Regions from separate parts of the Mus musculus genome. Here region 1 is linked to region 2. A link is a contact called in public promoter capture Hi-C data. All regions are on one chromosome and are shown on one strand. The core of a region is the stretch at or near the end of the contact, and the rest is flanking DNA. Distances in the headings are between cores, read along the strand shown. Region 1 holds the start of F8 (coagulation factor VIII). Region 2 holds the start of Bcap31 (B cell receptor associated protein 31).

Region 1 (5,814 bases), core at 2,839-5,338, 1.7 Mb before region 2:
TGACAGGAGCCTGATATAACTGTCTCCTGAGAGGCTCTGCCAGTGCCTGACAAATACAGAGGTGGATGCTCTTGACCAAATATTGGACTGAGCACAGGATCCCCCAATGGAAGAGCTAGAGAAAGGACCGAAGGAGCTGAAGGAGCTTGCAGGCCCATAGGAGGAACAACAATATGAACCAACCAGTACTCCCAGGGACTAAACCACCAACCAAAGAGTACACATGGAGGGACATGGCTCCAGCTGCATATGTAGCAGAGGATGGCCTTGTCTGTCATCAATGAGAGGAGAGGCCCTTGGTCCTGTGAGGGCTAGATGCCCCAGTGTAGGGGAATGCCAGGACCAGGAAGAGAGAGTGGGTGGGTTGGTGAGCAGGGGAAGGGGGGATGGGATAGGGGGTTTTCAGAGGGGAAACCAGGAAAGGGGATAACATTTTAAATGTAAATAAAGAAAATATCTAATAAAAAAAAAAAGAAGAAGAAAAAGCCAGGCAGTGGTGGTGCATGCCCGGCAGAGGCAGGCGGATTTCTTAGTTTGAGGCCAGCCTGGTCTATAGATTGAGTTCCAGGACAGACAGGGCTACACAAAGAAACCCTGTCTCAAAAAACAGAGAGAGAGAGAGAGAGAGAGAGAGAGAGAGAGAGAGAGAGAGGATGTTGAATTGACCTAAGTATACACAAAATTAGTTGAATAAGAAGTATAGAAATACATTTACATATACTATTATATCATTTTCCTATCAAGGTACTCAGGTAACTCCACAGTACAAAGCAAGTCCTTTCAATAGTGTTAGAAGCACTAGATATTCATATATATATATTTAAAAACCATATACAATACATTCAACGTATGGCTCTAGTCAAAAGTGGGATTTAGTTGGGTATAGTTCCACGCACTCTAGAGGCTGAAACACAAGGATAGCTGAGTTTGAGGCCAGACTGGACTACACCAAATTATCTGTTGATGGTGGGTGAGATGGGATGGATAACAATTAGAGTCCGCTCATTAAACACTGGTAAACAACATTTACAAGCCTTGTCTATAGGCCCAGGAAAACAACGATAATTATTGTAAGCACTACAATTATGTAAGACAAGATTTCTCAGAAATTTCTAGGTATTCTGCTCAGCAATTGCATCAAGTGTAATGACTGTGAGCTTAATGAATTGACTGACTTAACGTAACTAAAGAAAAGAAAAGAAAACGGACAAAAAGAAAGAAAAAAAGTGCTCCACTGGGATTTTATTTTGAGTGGGCCGACTATATCTCCTACTGTTTTCAAAACAATCAATTAGGAAAGTACCAATGAAAATGAGGACTGTAGGTGTTTGAGAGGCAGTAAGAGACAAAAACACTCCTGTCAGGGAGCCAGATCGCTTCTGAGAACAGTAACTGGATCTCCCTAGGGACACCTCGGTAGGGGCGGCACTGAAAGGCTAGAAGAGCTAGGCAGAGATAACATCCCTGGGTAACTCAAAAGCCAGCTTAAGTATGACCTTGGCCAGATCCCAGAACACCCGCCAGAAAAGTCTCCGCGCTGCCCTATCCAGGTGCTATTGAAGCTCCCTGGGGAGGGAGGAACCCAGCAAGCGACTCAGCATGCAACCAGCAGTACTTCACTCTAAGCGACAAAGGTGATTCCACCCCTGGCCCTTGCGCGCGTGCTCCCGCCTTTACCTTGACTGTTAGCGGCCATTTCGGGGGCGCGGGGGGGGGGGGGACCCTAGTATCGCGATGACACAGCTTCAGACCACGAGACCAGGAACAGGCGTTAGTCATCCGCAGCTGGCTTCCGGCAGGGGGTGGGGGGGCAGATATTTCCAGTCCCTTGGCAGTCGGAGACAGCGGGGCCTGGTCCCATTAGACATCTTTCCTGTCCTGGAGCAGCTGCTACAACCACCTCAGCTGCAGCCCCACACTTGCGCAGAGGAATGAATGCTTGCTACGTGTGCAGAAAGCTTCTCTGCCTTGGTGGTGACAGAGTTTATCTCACCTTTATTTTTTTTAATTTATTTTAGATTTTGCATATTTATGTAAACAATGAACTTATGTTAATTCTGACATTAATTTCAAGGCTGTTTAAGTTCAGGAAAACACATCTTACACTTTTTAAAAGCATTCCAACCACTTAATAATGTACACTTGTATTATGACTGCTGCTTCTTCCGCTTTAAAGTTTTTTTTTTAACTTTGTGTATATGAGTATTTGCATGTGTTTGAGTACAGCACGTGTACGCAGTACCTGAGGCCAAACAGGACTTCCGATCCCTTGGGACTGGAGAGGGGAGTGATACAAATATCTCAATTAGAATTGAGCACTTTATTGCCTCTTATCCTCTGTACATATACTAGTTGTGAGTCTATTAGAAAAAAGAAGATTCTTAGATGAGGAGTGAAAGATCCCCTATTTTATCGGTATAATAGTAAAAAAAATTGGGAGGAGACAGTTTATTTTTGTGTCCATTTAGGAAAGCAGTTCTTCCCTATGACTTAGGCAGCCATGGGGTTTTGGCTTTCTAACAGGTATCGGTTCTATCCTGTGGAGTGGGCCTTAAATACAAACATGAAGTGATTAGTTACTCCTACTATATTTATGCCACTACCATAGCAATGAGGCTATTTTGACATATCAGTCATTATATAGTACCTCACAGGGTTCTTAGATGCTTTGTAAGACTGTCAATAACTTGTCACCCCAAATAGCACACATGTAACCTTCCAGCACTGTGAAATCTTGTCAGTGCCAGCTTGATTTCCCCATGTTTTATGACTCAACTATGTTGTGTCATCAGCAATACGATCTTAACCATGAAGTTCTGTAGATTGCCAAAAAATTGGCAGTACCTTATAATGTTTGGGGGTTTATGGAGCCAACAAACTCCAAAAGAGGTGACCCATTCCTGGCACTGGGCTTTATATTTGTTACCCTGCAGTGTTTAGTAGGGACATTGTCATCCTGATGTAGGGGTAACTCCATTTAAATTCTTATATATGTATACATGTATATTTTATTTAAAAAGCTTCTACAGTAGTAGGTTTTCATATTTTTTTCAAGTATCTTTAGTGTTAATAATCACTACCCATACTCACTTCTCTCTCCTGCCCTCCTATCCTTACCCCACGTAACCCTTCAACTTCTCCTGTTCCCTTTTCATATCAACTGCAGTATATCCCATTTCCCTTGAAATCTGCCTTCCCTTGTTGGCCCCTTGCTAGTTTCCTGATCTCTATGGATACTCCAATTTAAGACAGATATCTAAAGATTCAGAGTTAGCATTCACATGTGAGAGAGAATCTGAGGCATTTGTTTTTCTGGGTCTAGGTTACCTTATGGAGAATGATTATTTCCAGCTCTATCCATTTACCTGCAAATTTAATTTCATTTTTCTTTACAGCTGAGTAATAAATATTCCATTGTGTGAATGTACCACATTTTCATTATCCATTCTTCAGTTGGTGGATGTTGGCTCTTTCCTTTTTCATTCAATTATGAATTGAATGGCAATGAATATGGATATACAAGTATCTCTATAGTGGAATGTACAATCCTTTTAGATGTATGCCCAAGAGTGATATAGCTGGGTCATATGATAAGTTTGTTTCCAGCTTTTTGAGGAGGGAGGGTGTCTTAGTTAAAGTTTCTCTGGCTGTAATAAAACACCATGACCAAAAGCAACAGGGTTTATTTCAACTTATACTTCCATGTAATAAACAATTCACTAATCAATTTCACTGATGGAAATGAGGACAGAATCTCAAAAGGGCAGGAACCTGGGTGCCAGAACTGAATCAGAGATCATGGAGGAACATTGCTTACTGACTGATCATTATGTCTTGATCCGCCTATTTTCTTATACAATTCAAGAACACCTGTCCAAGAGTAGCTCTGCCTATGACTACCTGGGGCCTCCCATAGTAATCATTAATAAAAAAGCAACAGCAAATAAAACATATGGTACAGGTATCCTATCTGGATCTCTAGGCCATGTGGGCAGCTGGAAAGTTTCTGCGGAGAAAGTAGGCTGGAATCTGGTGAATCCCAAAGTGGAAGCTTTTACATTCCATGCAGACTCCAGAATCTTCACTATCTAGAGTTTCTTTGCTACAGGTACCAAGGAACAGTCTTTTAGAATAGGCTAGGAATTTAAATACACCTGAACGCCCCTCCTCAGTATTCTGTTCCTTTTCTTAAGGATTCAAACTTGTTAGGATGCACCCAGCAGGAAATGGGTTAAGCCTTAGCTCAGCCACTCTTCCTATTCCAGTTTTCCTGTGCCTGCTTCCTACTACCCAAAAGGAAGTAATCCTTTCAGATCTGTTTTGTGCTAATGCTACTTTCACTCACAGTAGATAAACTTCCAGAAAATGCTCTGCAAAATATTTAGGACTTTTTACTAAATCATTACATTTTCTTTTTGTTCTTAAAAGCTAAAGTTATTTTAGAGAAGAGTTAAATTTTCATTTCTTTAGTTGAACATTTTCTAGTAATAAAAGCCATGCAAATAGCACTCTTCGCTTGCTTCTTTCTGAGCCTTTTCAATTTCTGCTCTAGTGCCATCAGAAGATACTACCTTGGTGCAGTGGAATTGTCCTGGAACTATATTCAGAGTGATCTGCTCAGTGTGCTGCATACAGACTCAAGGTAAAAATCCTCTGTCAAGTGCAACATTGTGAAGATGTGATTTTGACTGTGTTTATTTGTATGACCCAACTCATACATATATTACAAATGATGAATTAAGGTTGTTTCTACTGACATGGAGAAAAGTCTACTAGGTGTTTCTTAGTGTAAAAGCATATAAATTATGTATAATATTCCATTTTTATAAAATTAATAATTACTAATCAAAACTCTGTGTGTGTTTGTTTGTGTGTATGTGTGTGAGAGGGTGGTAGGGAAAAGACATTCTAAGCAATTAGACTGCGTAGACTAAGGGGTCCAGTCAGTAATTTTTAACTTTTACAATGTTGTTGTTACACACATTATTTCTACACAAAAGTACACATCTACACAAAAAAAATAAACACATTCATCTCATTACCATTTGGAATGGAGAGGGTCTTTATCATATATTGTTATGTACTGTGTTCATTAACTCACCAATTCACTCATTTTGTGGTACTTCGGGTCTCCTGTTTTATTTATGAATGCTTTATCATTGAGATAAAATCCCAGACACATTACTGTTATTTTAGTGAATAGATTATCTGGTGGTATCTTGCTGGAACAAAGGACATAGTTCTGTTTTAGTTTTTTCTTTTGTTTTGTCTTTATATCTCTGGCTGGCCTGGGACTCACTATGAAGACCAGAATGGCCCAGAACTCCAAAATATCCACTTGCCTCTGCTTCCTAAGTTTGGGATTAAAGGTATGAGCCACCACAATCAGCTGTTTTAGTTTAAATTTTTAGAACGTTCAAGACTCTTCATGCATTTTGATCTTCAGAGCATGGGATTATACTTACCTCTGCATTTGCATCAGGAATAAGTCTAACATTATTGCTTAATTTTTTCCAGTCTTATAAGCATAGAATATTGTATCTTTAATTGTAATATTTTATTTGTAATGAGATTCATCATCTTTTAAAATGCGTGTTGGCTATCAGAGTTAATTTTTCAGACTTTACTTTTTTTATGTTTCACCCATATTTCTTTGGGGTCTTCCATTTTTTTTAGCTGCAAAAACACTTATTACATGTATTCATTATCCTTTATTTATATTATAATTTCTCCTAAGATTATCTATCTCTTGCCTTACTTTATAACTTACTTATGAAAACACTTAATTTTTATAGTCAAATATTAATTTTTCAC
Region 2 (5,187 bases), core at 2,328-4,827:
ATGAACCTCCTGCCTCAGCCTAATAACCAGATTCTTACAAATGAAGATGACTTAAGATTTACTTTGTTCTTTTAAGCAAGAGGCTTGTATACATGTATGTACACATGCATATGCACTGTCTGAAATTCTAGTAAGGAAATTATACCCTGCTGTTCGCCTGCCAGTCAGCCAGTTAGTCCCCTTTTCATAAACTCTTGACTTGAATCCAGGCCCATGTCCACAGTACAGCAACCAGTAGGACTAGAGTGGGACATGTGCCTATACAACAAGGGCAGTCAATCCACCCATGGTGGCCCATCATACCATACAGCTTTACATAAGGGGCTTAGACAAGCAGGCCAAGGGTTTACACAAGGTCTCTGAGTCCCAGCAAGTGAACTCTATTGTTTAATTTGCTATTTCCTGAAACTAGCCCAAAGGAAGTCTCTTTAAATACCAGTGTTCTCTCTTTTGTGCCCTCTGCCTAGAACTGCTCATACAGCCCAGTTTCCAAAAATCCAGCCTCTCATTCCTGAAGTGAGTGCACCACCTTTGCTGCACGCTGGTAATCTAGGCTCGTGCCTCAAGCTGATAGTAGTGCCAGCTAAGGTTGATGATACAGCTACAAGTACTGTGCCAAGTGCCTCACCCAAGGCCCTGGCAGCTTGCCAAAGCCCTGCAGCCCAGCATTCAGGAGAAGAGAATGGAACTGGGGTTATAGTAAGGGTGATGCACTTTTTCTCCTAATCTGAAACCTGACTGTGACCAGAGAACCTCTTTGCAGAGTGTAAAGACAAATCCTTTCTAAAAGTCGAGGACAAAACTGATTGTACATATGAAATGCAGCCAATGGGACAAGGTCCTGGGGCAAGTGGCTACCTGACCCAGGAAACACACAGGCCTTCATGAAATGGTGCTTTTGTATCCCTCCCCCGCCCCAAGCACTAGGGAACCGAAACCAGAAGCCTGAACAAGGCCTGAGGCAGCTGCAACCACAAGAGGCACAAAGAAGGGGAGGGGCTGTCAGAGAATAAAGTTTACACTGGTTTAAAGTAGCCTTTCTCAGTGTCTGCCAGGCATCCCTGGCCCTAGCCCACCTCATAAAGTAGCTGGGATCTGGGTGGAAGGGTGGCTACACTGGGGGTAGGACATCAGGGGTGGGGGTGAGAAAGGTTGTCAGGCTTCTATGGCAGAGGCCAGGTATCCCTATCCCTGGGAGGGAGGGAGGCAACTAGGCAGGTTGCTTGCCAAGCCTGTCAGTAACTAACCCGACGTGCCTGGGGTTCTGACAGCCTTGACCCTGAGCAGCAACACTACTGCTGTAGCCACTGTGCTGAGCTCTGCTTGTTAACCTCTGCTTGGGCTGAGTCATGCCCATAATACTGGACAGCCCAGCCAGCCAACTCTGCTGGACGCCAGCCTTCAAAGGGCTCAGAGAGGCAAGAGAGGTTAGGAAGCAGGCTCTGTCCTATGCTCCCAGAGATGGTAGGAGTCTAATTCCTCCCAGGTGGCTGCAGGAGTGGTTGACTGCAAGATTGGAGTAAGCTGGACCAGTAGCATCACAAATCACTAGAATCCAAAGCTAGAATCCAAAATGTCCAAGACAATTTTACCAAGGAAGCAGAAGTGGCTTGGAGGTTGCAGGCAGCCAGCACAGGGAAGTTCCCACCCAATGGTGCCATTTCTCCATTTCTGCATCTTAAGGTTATAGCCATCCAAAGCCTACCCCCAAGCTTGTCCCAGTGTCTATCTACAACTTTAACATCAGCCTGAGAAGGCCTTGTTGGGCTTCCCTTACTGCTTATAGCTGACTGCAATAGGTCTCCCAGCCACCTCCTCTGCTATTTAAGCAGCATCTCAACCTGCCCCACCTCATGGCCCCCGTAGAAGGCAATTTCCTCTGAGTTGGCCACCACTCGAGAGTGCATGTAGCGCAGTTCCCCCTTTCGCCGTGCCTCCTCTGCCACTAGCTCCCCAAACTTGGGAGAGAAGGCTCGAAGCACGTTGGCTGTGAGGAACACCACCAGGCCAGCGATGGCTGAGGGCCAGGCTGTGCCAGCTCCTCGGGATCGGGCAGCTCGAAGGAGAGTGTAGGAGGTCACAGCCACATCCAGGAGTGGCTTGGTCAGGTTGGAATAAAGGTGGGCTACAGAGGCAGCAAAGGCTACCACATCCTCTGTCAGAGACTGATCAGGGTTTCGAAGTCGTCCATCCATGTTGCTTACTCGGTAGTAAGTCTGTTGGGAGAAGTAGAGTCCATAGGCATGAGCTACTAGACGGCTTCGGAAAGAAAGAGCCAGCTGGCCCTCTAGGTAGCGGATGGCACTGTTGATGAAAGTGGCAGGAAGGGCGATGAGGAGCCACTGCAGCAGTTGCCAGCTAAAGGCCCGCGGGTCCTTACGTACAATGCAGCGGGCCAGTCTGCCGTCCAGGCGGGCAACATACACAGACAGGAAAGTTCGGCTTACCAGGGCAGCAGAATGCAGGGCCAGCAGCCCTGTTTCCCGGCACAAGACTCGGGGGAACAGCAGCCTCAGGAGCGCCAAGAGCCGCTGCAGGAATACCCGGTTCATGCCAGCCTTGGTTGCGGTGGCTCCAGAGGCCTCTTGAGTGGGCTCCCCAGCTGGCACCTGAGGACCTCTGGCAGGAGTCAGACACTGCCGTACTAGAGGGTAGATTTTGTGGACTCCATAGGCTGTGAGGGCCAGGACCACAGCTGTGCGCTTCAGCGTGGTCACCCGTGAGGGCCGGGGAGTGGAGAGCACCGGCATGTCACCTGGACTGGTGAGCAGGCTGAGGGCTGGAACTGCTGCCTGAGGCTACAGTTGCAGACAGATCCTGGAAGGGTTGTTGCTCTGACCCAGGGCTCGTTGTCTAGGCAACTGGAAACCTTGAAGTGATCCCTGAGACTGTTGCTTTAGGCCCTCGCGGTGGTGCTGGGGCCCCTGGATCGGTTGGGTTAGAATCCTCCAGGGTCGTGGCCTCTTCAGGCAGCCCGGGTGGAGGAACTGGCTTCCCTCTACAGACTGTCCCCTTAGCCCCTGAGGTCAGAGCCTCGAGAGGTCTTAAGGAGAGAGGCTGTGTCTTTCCTTCCACCTCCCTCCTCTTACTGCTCCTCCCCCCCCACCCCCCGTGACGCCCCTCCCCGGGGCACCAGGCGTGTTTGTCCGCTGAGCAGCCCGGCAGTAACGACAGCGTCTACGCCAAGGCCCAGAATCCCCACCCACCTACCCCTCCCCAGGGGTGGTGATGGGGAAGAGGAGGCGGAGTTGAGGCAAGAGGCGGAGTCCGAGTTAGGGGTGCCCCACCCCGTTCTCGCCCTACCGTTGGACCCCTCCCCCTCTCCGACAACAGAAACGAAGCAAGTCCGCGTACACTACAGAAGCGGCCCCAGCCCTCCCGCCAAGGCGCCTCCAAGCTCCACCCCTGCGTGTCCGAAGTGTCAGAGGCGCGGCAGGGGGCCTTCAACCGTCAGCCTCTACTTCCTTTCTAGACCTTGGCAACAGGCCGCGCCTAAGGGCGGGGCGGGAAACGACAATGGGCGGAGCCGTTAGGGGCCTCTAGAGGACTTGTAGGCGGGGCCTGACGCGCGTTTCCGGTTTCCGCCCGCGGGCTAGGGGGCGGGCCTGAGCATTGGTGAGAGTTTGGTAGTTGCGGTGGGGCGTGCGAGTAGGCTGAAGCTCGGTAAGCTGGGTCCGCATGCATGGCTGACTTTCGGACCAACGAGGTTCCCCCCCAGTCCCTTCATGAGGGAGGAAGGCGAGCATCCCAGAAATACTGTGGGTTCTGGGAAGTGTAGGGATCCGGGCCGACTTCGGAGTTTAGGGCAGGATCAGGCATAGGGATGTTGTGGAGGTAGGTGGAGCGGGACTCTAGGGGACGCGAGGACAGGGGCCAGTCCTCCCCACCCCCCCCCAGAAGAGCTGCCCAGGTAGGCCCAGCTCCTCGAAAGCCACCTGGCGCTGTGGACTTGGGCGTTGTGGCTTGCTAGGGATGCAGGGAGGTCCCTTTTTTGGCTTCGGGAGAGACTTTCTGGTTCTGGAACTTTCTCTGGGTAAGGCCTGGACGTGCTCTGTGGAGACCTGTATTTGCTTTTGGCCTGGATTCCCGCCCTCTAGGAGTCGCTCTTGTGGGCCTTTTGAGAGTAAATGGAGGCCTACACCCTGTGCATTCGTGCGAGCATTCGGAAGGCCTATCTAGTTTTCAAAAGCAGCTTTAGAAGGAGGCTGGAGGCTACTAGGGTTATCAGCCCCTCATAAGCTCTGGAGGAAATGGGCCTGCTTTCTTGTGCAGAGGCTTAGGTGGTGGCGTTTGCAGAAAATACATGTATGAACACTGCAGTCCCAGTCCCACTGTAGAAGCGACTGGAAGACATGTATAGCTCCTGGCAGCAGAGGCTTCTACTCTTGGAAGGAAGCCTAATGGGTGCTGAGGTCCTTCTGTTTACGTACTGTTCTTTTGAGAAACATTTTCTTAAACAGGTCTAGCCTTACAAGGGAGCCTGATGGGTGCTGAGAAGGTTCTCCTATTCTTATGAGAAACATTTTCTTAGTTAAACAGGCTTAAGAGTCTCTTGGACGGCCCCGGGGAAAGGAATCATGAACAAAAGTACCTAGTCATAGTAACATACTTGCTGGAGGGGCACAAGTAACTGTCCCAGGCAAGGGAAGTTTGTTGGCTGGCTAGAATCATTGGTCAAGTGTCTGCTGTTGGGTTAAACCCTGTTTCAACCAGGGTTTCAAAAGCTCTGAAGCAGAATCCTGTGGTCTGTTGTGAAGAATAGCAGCCCCAGCCTCTCCAGGGTCCCTGAGCAGTCCCTGTCAGTGACTTTCCAGCTCTCATGGTTCCTCCTGTTTCTTCTGTATCCTGCCAGGAAACAAGCTCCCATCCCTCTGTTGGAACCCTTTAAGTCACAGGATGAGTTTGCAGTGGACTACAGTTGCCACCTTCCTCTACGCAGAGGTCTTTGCTGTGTTGCTTCTCTGCATTCCCTTCATTTCTCCAAAAAGGTATGGCTAGTGGAACAACAAAGCAAGCATATGATGAGGGTGCTATCAAACCCTGAACCTTGTAGTTTCTGTGTGCAAAATTGGTGGACCCTGAAATTGAGGCTATATGGAAACAAGTAAAACCTGTCTTGAGTAAGGGTGTCAGGAGTATGATTTTTTTTTTCTTATCACCAATCTTGAACATTGTCTGGCTTTGTCA

What was found. Promoter capture Hi-C pulls out the DNA fragments that hold promoters and counts their contacts.
Region 1: a promoter capture Hi-C map of erythroid cells shows a contact between it and region 2, with 28 times the contacts expected there. The contact joins the promoter of F8 here to the promoter of Bcap31 in region 2. A contact is called at or near these places in 2 of 39 promoter capture datasets (cranial neural crest and erythroid cells) and 1 of 9 other capture datasets (adipose tissue).

Annotation. Positions count from the first base shown.
Region 1 is chrX:75,378,315-75,384,128 of GRCm38.p6, reverse strand. It overlaps F8 (coagulation factor VIII), which reads left to right and starts at 4,088. Exons shown (of 26, transcript NM_007977.2): 1 at 4,088-4,642. The coding sequence starts at 4,497. Fundc2 (FUN14 domain containing 2) reads right to left here and starts at 1,730. Exons shown (of 5, transcript NM_026126.4): 1 at 1,678-1,730. The coding sequence starts at 1,696.
Region 2 is chrX:73,714,594-73,719,780 of GRCm38.p6, reverse strand. Bcap31 (B cell receptor associated protein 31) reads left to right here and starts at 3,577. Exons shown (of 8, transcript NM_012060.5): 1 at 3,577-3,663; 2 at 4,853-4,988. The coding sequence starts at 4,897. Abcd1 (ATP-binding cassette, sub-family D (ALD), member 1) reads right to left here and starts at 3,184. Exons shown (of 10, transcript NM_007435.2): 1 at 1,851-3,184. The coding sequence starts at 2,750.